2 separate regions of the Mus musculus genome follow, and region 1 is linked to region 2. Evidence: chromatin contacts called from public Hi-C data. All regions are on one chromosome and are shown on one strand. The core of a region is the stretch at or near the end of the contact, and the rest is flanking DNA. Distances in the headings are between cores, read along the strand shown.

Region 1 (3,804 bases), core at 1,295-3,794, 240 kb after region 2:
GCTTCTAAGTCTTTTTTTTTTTTTTTTAATAACACTTGCTTTAGTCATGGTGTCTCTTCCTAACAATAGAACAGTGACTAAGACAGCAGGATTGTCACCAAGTACCTTTCCCTGCTAGGCCATATTGCTGGTCCACAGTGGGATCTTCCTCAGCCCAGTTGTGTTTGTCCCAGGGTCTACAGTGCTGGGCATTCAACAATCACCAAAATCAACATGACACGTTTGCTCCTACTTTGTCGATACATGCAAATGAAAAATAAAGATTTAAATGGGGTGGTGGCAGCTCAGGCCTCTAATCCCAGCACTCAGGAAGCAGAGCCAGTCTACAGAACAAGTCCCAGGACAGCCACGCCAGAGAACACAGAGAAACTCTGTCTCAAAACAAAACAAAACAAAACAAGTAAAACAAATAAATAAAACCCGAACAAACAACCAAGAATTGCAAGAGTTAGAGAGGTGGCCCAGCAGCTGCTGCCAATCCAGCCAAGCAAAGACAGAGACAAGCAAAATCTGGGGACTCCCGGACCAGCCAGCCTTGCTAAAACAGCAAGGTCCGGGGTAACTGAGTAACAGTGTCTCAGAAGGTAAAATTGGTATGTGATAGAAGAAGATACCCCAGCATCTACCTCTGGCTGGGAAACTCTGATGAGTACCCACATACACATACAAGAGATTTCCAACACGAGGGAGTAAGAACCTGTGTGTGTGTGTGTGTGTTTAAGATTTTCATTACTAGCCGGGTGTGGTGGCGCACGTCTTTAATCCCAGCACTCCGGAGGCAGAGGCAGGCAGATTTCTGAGTTCGAGGCCAGCCTGGTCTACAGAGTGAGTTCCAGGACAGCCAGGGCTATACAGAGAAACCCTGTCTCGAAAAACCAAAAAAAAAAAAAAAAAAAAAAAAAGATTTTCATTACTTAGGTATGTGTGAGTGCATATGTGTGCCGATCCCTATCAGATGCTTTGCAGCTCGGGTTACAGGTTTGTGTGACCACCCTGACTGATGCTTATGATAGAGCAGTAACCAGGGGGAGGGTGCAAGAGAGTGAGGGGCGATTCAAGACAGGGTTTCTCTGTGTAGCCCTGGCTGTCCTGGAACTCACTCTGTAGACCAGGCTGGCCTCGAACTCACATTGATCCACCAGCCTCTGCCTCCTGAGTGCTGGGATCAAACTTGAGCACACACACCCAACCCCCACCCTCTAGAACAAGCATTCTTAACCTCTGAGCCTTCACTCCAGTCCCCTGGCTTTTAAAACCCTATATGGCCGGGCATGGTGGCGCATGTATTTAATCCCAGCACTCGGGAGGCAGAATTTCTGAGTTCAAGGCCAGCCTGGTCTACAGAGTGAGTTCCAGAACAGCCAGGCTACACAGTGAAACCCTGTCTCAAAAAACAAAACAAAACAAAACAAAACCCCTATATGAATGTATTTTATGGGTGGATGTGAGTGCGGTGGTTTTGTGGGCAGGCTTGTGTCTTTGTAGAAGTCGGAAGACATGCACAAGTTGATCCTTCTTTCTACTATATGGGAGTGAATTCAGGTCACAGGATTGGCAGCAAGTGCCTTAGTCCACTGAGCCATCTTAGGAGCTCTGGGTAATCCTCTTTCATAGATAGGGAATCTGAGGATCAATCAAACTGAAGATCTGCCCTGGGCCACATGGTGGACAGTTCATTTCAGCTAGATGTGCTGGCTTCCAAGTCTCTAAAATGCTATTTATTTACTTTTTATACTGCTGGCAATCATAACTGGTAGGCTCCTAGCCACACCCTGAGACCTAAAACACTACTTACCAAAAACAAACAAACAAAAAAAAAACAAAAACAAACAAACAAACAAAAAACCCCACCTTTTGATTTCTTTCTATTTTATATTTTTATTATGCGTGTTCGTGCAGGCCAGAGTACTCCCAAGTCTTTCCTCAGGGCCATTCACCTTGGACCTGGGCTCAATGACAGCCAGCACCCCAACTCTGTATTACTGGCCATCACTAAGCTCTTTAGGTGGGTTCTACAGCTAGAACCCAGGACTTTATGCTCTCCCCTTAGCAGCTGAACTAGTCCCCACCCCCACACACCCCAAAAATATAAAATACTACCTTTTCTCCCTCTCTTTTTCCTCCCTCCTTATCCCCGCTTCCGTCTCTTTTTAAAGAGTCTCCATCCTGTGTAATCAATGCTGGTGCTGAGCTGTCTCCACACTGTCTGGTCAATGCTGGTCTTGAGTTCACGATCCTTTCAATGGTGTTACAGGCCTGAGGTACCGCAATACAGTTTAAGACACTCACAGCCTTGGATCCGTGAAGAGGTGGGATCATAACTGACAACCACGTAAGACTCAGCAAAAGGACACAGTGTCCTGGCACCAGGTTTGGGGACGCTTCTTCCAGTCAGCGGGACAGGACCGGGGGAGGCTAAGCCTCAGCTCCCCGGCAGGGCGTCCTGCAAACCCGCGATAAAGCTGCAGACAACACCACGCGGCCGCAGCGGCCACACGTGGGACTGCATTCGGGGGAGGGTGGCTAAGACTCGTCTTTGTCACATGGCTGCCACAGGCCAATCGGCGGCCACCCCAGCCAAGGCCATGACGTTGGTGCGGGATGAAGAGCCTTGGGAAAAAGGTGAGCTTTGCAAACTGGGCGGAGTCGGGAAGAGACTGCCAATTCTTGTCCAGACCAGTTCGCCCCGGATCCGGCTGTCGCTGTGCCCATCAATCTATCTGGATTTGCCACTCCCTGATAGCAACGCTCCGAGTGGAGGATCCTGGGCTCCTCCTGTCCGACCTCGTGCTTCCTTGAGTTTTTGTGCCTCTTGCTCCGCTAGAGTACCAACTCTTACTCCTCTTTCTTTTCTCCCGCAATCTCCACCCCACCCTTTTTTTTTTTAAACCGGCTCCAGGCCCAGCCTCTTTTCCTGTCTCCTGCCCTTCCCTCAAGGCGGCCTTTGTCCCCGCTGTAATCTGGCTCCAGATCTCTGATAGTGCTACTGTGGTGAATCTGCTGGCCTTTGTGAACCTTTGTTTCACTTCCAGCCACACTGACTATAAAAACTGTGGGGTTTCCAGAGCTTCCTGGCTTCTTCTGATCCCTTCTTAGGTGATGTTTCCATGAAATTGGCCTGCCTTCACTTTCCCCACCGTGACCTCCCTTCGACACTTCTGTGCTCTCCCAGACAGCCAGACGCAGCGTGTCCTTTTCCTGGGGGTGGGGGTGGGGTCCTCATCTACTTTTGCTCCTCCTAAACCACGGAGGAGCAACGCCTGAGCTCACTCTATCCCAGATTTGCCTGAATGTATGTTTCACGGCTACAGGTTCAATGTAAGCCATACATTTAGTAAGTAAGTATTGGGGACTGGGTGTGTAGTTCAGCTCTGTAGCGCTCATCTAGCATGCTCTGGGTCCTGGGAGCCATCCTCAGTTAAAGCTGTGTTCCTGTTTCATATATCTAAATACATATTTACGGGGCATGTTAGTTGCTTGAATATTTTGGCCTCTTGTAAAAAGCACAGTGAGTGTAGTAAATACATGATAAAGAATCCTTTGGGGTTGGGGGGTGCTGGTGTGATGGCTCAGCAGGTAAGAGCACTCACTGACTGCTCTTCCAGAGGTTCTGAGTTCAAATCCCAGCAACCACATGGTGGCTCACAACCATCTGTAATGGGATCTGACGCCCTCTTCTGGTGTGCCTGTGAAAGACCCTCGAGGGAAGACCCTCACTCAGACACTCAAGTCCCGGGACAGCCGCGTACCCAAGAAGACACTGAGACCATACATAAAATGTAGAAGGCAAGATTTAATAAGGCA
Region 2 (3,784 bases), core at 564-3,063:
TTGGGGCTGGTGGCACTTGCCTTTAATCCCTGCATTCAGGAGGCAGACGAAAGCTTATTTCTCAGTTGTAGTCTAGAGATGCCATGCTCTGGCTCTTGAACTAAGAAGGTACCACTGGCAACTCTGGAAGCCCAGGAGGGAGGGAGGGAGGGAGGGAGGAAGGGAGGGAGGGAGGGAGGAAGGGAGGGAGGGAGGGAGGGAGGGAGGGAGGGAGGGAGGGAGGGAGGGTTGGTTCCTACTGAGCAAAATAAATGCTGGGTAGAAAAAGCCACAGTGTCCTGCTCCCCACCTTCTGCCCAGCACTTCAGCTGTAAGACAAGGCAATGCCCTTTGATTTAGCACTTCACTCTGGAAAGAGTACAATTCTGAGATGACAGCGAGATCATCATCCCTGTGTATTTCTGCCTGCTCCCAGTGACCCAAGTTGACCGTGATTGAGGTTATTTTGTAAAATATTTCCTTGAGGCACCGGGAATCAAGGCCATGCATCCTAGGCGAGCATTCTGCCACTGAGTCTCATGCTTCCACCGAGGAGCCACATCCCCAGTCCTTTTGTAAGAGAATTTGCCGATGTAGGTGGCCATGGTGGCACAGGAAATTAGGGAGGCTGAAGCAGGCAGGAGAATCACAATTAAGTCAACCTGAGAAACATAGTGTCTCCAGAGGAAAAGAATTTGCAACTGTGATTAAGGGCCCATATTGAGTCTGGCTACACAGCCCTGACTAACCAGAACTCACTGTGTAGACAGCTGGCTGGCCTCGAACTCATACAGACCTACCTGCCTTTGCATCATGGCAGTAAAATCATGTACCGCCATGGACTCTCACTCTGTGGGAGTATCCTTGATGGGCCTGACCCAATCGGATGAGCCCTGAAAAGGGACCAGAAGTTTCCTGGCAAAGCAGACACAGTGTGAAGCAATTCAATGCAGGGACATTCTCTGCTCCACCCTCTGTTTTATTGCTTTTAATTCTTAAAATTAATTTATTTATTCTATGTACAATGTTTTCCCTCATGCATGCCCATGCACCATGTGCATGCCTGATACCTGCAGAGTCCAGAAGAGGCAATCAGAACCCCTGGAATTGGAGTTATAGACAGCTCTGAGCCCTCCTGTAGGTAGATGGGAATAGAGCCTGGATCCTTTGGATCTAAAGTCCATACCTGCTGAGCGACACCTCCAGCCCTGACACTGGCTTTAAAGTTAGAGGAAGTAGGTGGCCAGAAATGTAGAAATCACACGTAGCCGTGGTCGACAGCTGAGAAGAAGCTGGGACATCTGTCCTGCAGCCACATGGAAGTGAGTTCTGACCAGGACCTGGGGGGGGATCTCACTTTAGAGGCTCCAGAGACTTCAGCTTGAACCTCAGCGTTCTGATGATCTGGGCAGAAACTCTAACTATGCAGCACCAAGTGTTTACCCATGGGTCTGTGCATCCGTAAAAGTAGTTTTGGGGGGCATTGTTTTAGGGTGCTCAGAGTGTGGTAATTGGTCACACAGCAGAAGGAAGCTGCATGAAGGAAGGTCACATAAGCATTCTGTAAGATTCTGAAAGCAGGTTTTGTCCCATCATTCTTACCTTACCCTCAACAGGACCTGGAACACCATCCTAGTAAAGTCAGGAAAATGGAGGGCAGGAACCTAACTCTTCAGTCCGCTACTCCCACCAGTGACTCCCTGCTCAAAACACTTCTACAGCGCTGTTCTGCTGGGTCTCCCATGAAGCCCTTGCTCCTCAGACCCAGGAGCAAGCTTGACCAATCTCTACCTCTGAAGCTTCTGAGACCTTTGCCCGCATCTATTGATCCTCACTCCTGGGCAGGCAGCGGGGCCATCGGCAGACGCCATGACGGCTCTGTTGTTCCTGGGGTCTCTGCTGATGAGTCTGGATCTGACACTTTCGGTGAGGACGGTGGACACTGGGATTGAGCCAGAGTGGCAGTGAGGGGTCCCTGTTCCGGATTTAGCCTCTGCCTGTCACCTGCTAGTTCAGGTGACTGAGAGACTTGTGGTGGGGGTGGGGGTTGGGGGAAGGCACAGCTAGCCCAGAAGATCCAAACAAAGGAGGTAGCAGCCCATGCTGGTGGATGTGAGGACACAGGCTACTTTTGTGGGGGAGTCAATGAGAAGAGAAAGGAAGGCTACACTTTGTGAGGAAATCCTGTACTTTGGCGAGGTGGCAGGAGGTTGAGGCCTATAGGATCAAGGGAAGTCTAACATTGTGGGCAATGTTCCTGCCTTCTCTCTCCTATAGGCTCCACCATGGAAAGACTCCAAGAAATTTAAGGACGCACCTGATGGGCCCACAGTGGGTAAGTGATCTGGCCTCTTTTCCTAATCTACTCTGTGGGGATGGCTGTGCTTTAGCCTGCGTGGTCTCAGGCCTCTGGAGCAAGGAGGGATCCTGAGCCAAGCTGTTCCGTTGACATTTAAACCTGGGTGCCTACAGATTCAGATGTGTGCCCGGAGTGCCAGGCTTGGGCTGTCCTGGATGCCTGTGTTAGAGCCTGGCAGGTACTCTGTAGTGTTGGAGATGATGTCATCTGATGATGTCATCACACCTGCACACCAACAAGTGCTCGCCAGTTTCCCCATCTTCCTCCCTTTCCTTTCAACACTCCTGGAGAATGTCAGACATAACCGGTAGAGTTCAGAGCTTCAGTGGGCGATGGGAGCCAGAACAGAGCTTTAGACTCACCCAAGATCACAGACACCCCAAGTTGTCTCCAAACCCTAACTTTCTCACTTGTGAGTTTACTCTCTGCTTCATTTTTCCCTGTCTGAAAAGTTAGACGGGTTGCTGAGGAGAAAGGGTTCCTCATTGTTGTAGATGCTGCTGCCAGGAAAATGCCCTAACATGTTAGCTCTTAGGCTAGGGCATAGCTCACTGGCAGAGCACTTGCCCAACATGCACGCACACACACCTGGGTTTGGTCTGCAGCACTGTGAGGGGAAAAAATTCCTTTTTTTTTTAATTTTAAAGAAAAAATTCTTTCTTAAGCTGGAGAGATAACTCAGAGGTTAAGAGCACTGGCTGCTCTTCCAGAGGTCCTGAGTTCAATTCCCAACAACCACATGGTGGCTCACAACCATCTATCTGTACTGGGATCTGATGCCTTTTTCTGGTCTGTCTGAAGACAGCAACACATATAGTAAATAATTAATTAATTAAAGAAAGAACAATTCTTTTTTAAAGATTTATTTATTTATTTTATGTATGAGTGTTCTATCTGCATGTACACCTGTATGCCAGAAGAGGGTATCAGATCTCATTACAGATAGCTGTGAGCCACCATGTGGTTGCTGGGAGTTGAACTCAGGACCTCTACAAGAACAGACAGTAGATCTCAAATGCTGAGCCATTTTTCCAGCCCAAGAAAAAAAATCTTAACTTTTAGTAAATTTGACTTAGGTGAAGGGTTCCACCCCCATCCTGCCCCAAACCCTGCTATAGGACTTGTGAGTACAGAACTCTACCACAGTGAGCCTTGTCTGTGGGGTCAAGCTGAGGCTTGTAGTGTGATGTCTCTCACTGAAGCCCAACTCAGTGTGACCCTCCAGGCTTCTGTCCTAACCACTCTAAGCCAATCAGCTGCTGTCCCTTTCAACCTGACCCACCATGGCCCCCTGTCTCCAAGTTCTAGGACCCTTCCCTCTCTCTATCACCCTGTTGCTAAATTGCCACTAAAAGGAGAAAAGAAGAAGAAGAAGAAGAAGAAGAAGAAGAAGAAGAAGAAGAAGAAGAAGAAGAAGAGGAAGAAACAAAACACATTTGTTGAGCA

What was found. Hi-C and Micro-C count contacts between places; a contact is called where the count stands out from the background.
Region 1: a Hi-C map of liver shows a contact between it and region 2, with 2.6 times the contacts expected there. The contact joins the enhancer-like site here to the promoter of F12 in region 2. A contact is called at or near these places in 5 of 39 promoter capture datasets (hematopoietic stem and progenitor cells, liver, pre-B cells and 1 more), 3 of 484 Hi-C or Micro-C datasets (the N1E-115 cell line, liver and regulatory T cells) and 1 of 9 other capture datasets (pancreatic islet).

The regions. Positions count from the first base shown.
Region 1 is chr13:55,189,126-55,192,929 of GRCm38.p6, reverse strand. No RefSeq gene overlaps it. Among named protein-coding and RNA genes, the nearest start is that of Nsd1, 19 kb to the left of the region's middle. Within about 2 kb of position 2,544, at least 411 of the 459 cell types and tissues checked have an H3K27ac peak or open chromatin away from gene starts, as enhancers often do. A contact at or near this core is called in the N1E-115 cell line, hematopoietic stem and progenitor cells, liver and 4 more, where this site is marked.
Region 2 is chr13:55,424,833-55,428,616 of GRCm38.p6, reverse strand. F12 (coagulation factor XII (Hageman factor)) reads left to right here and starts at 1,813. Exons shown (of 14, transcript NM_021489.3): 1 at 1,813-1,905; 2 at 2,257-2,314. The coding sequence starts at 1,849.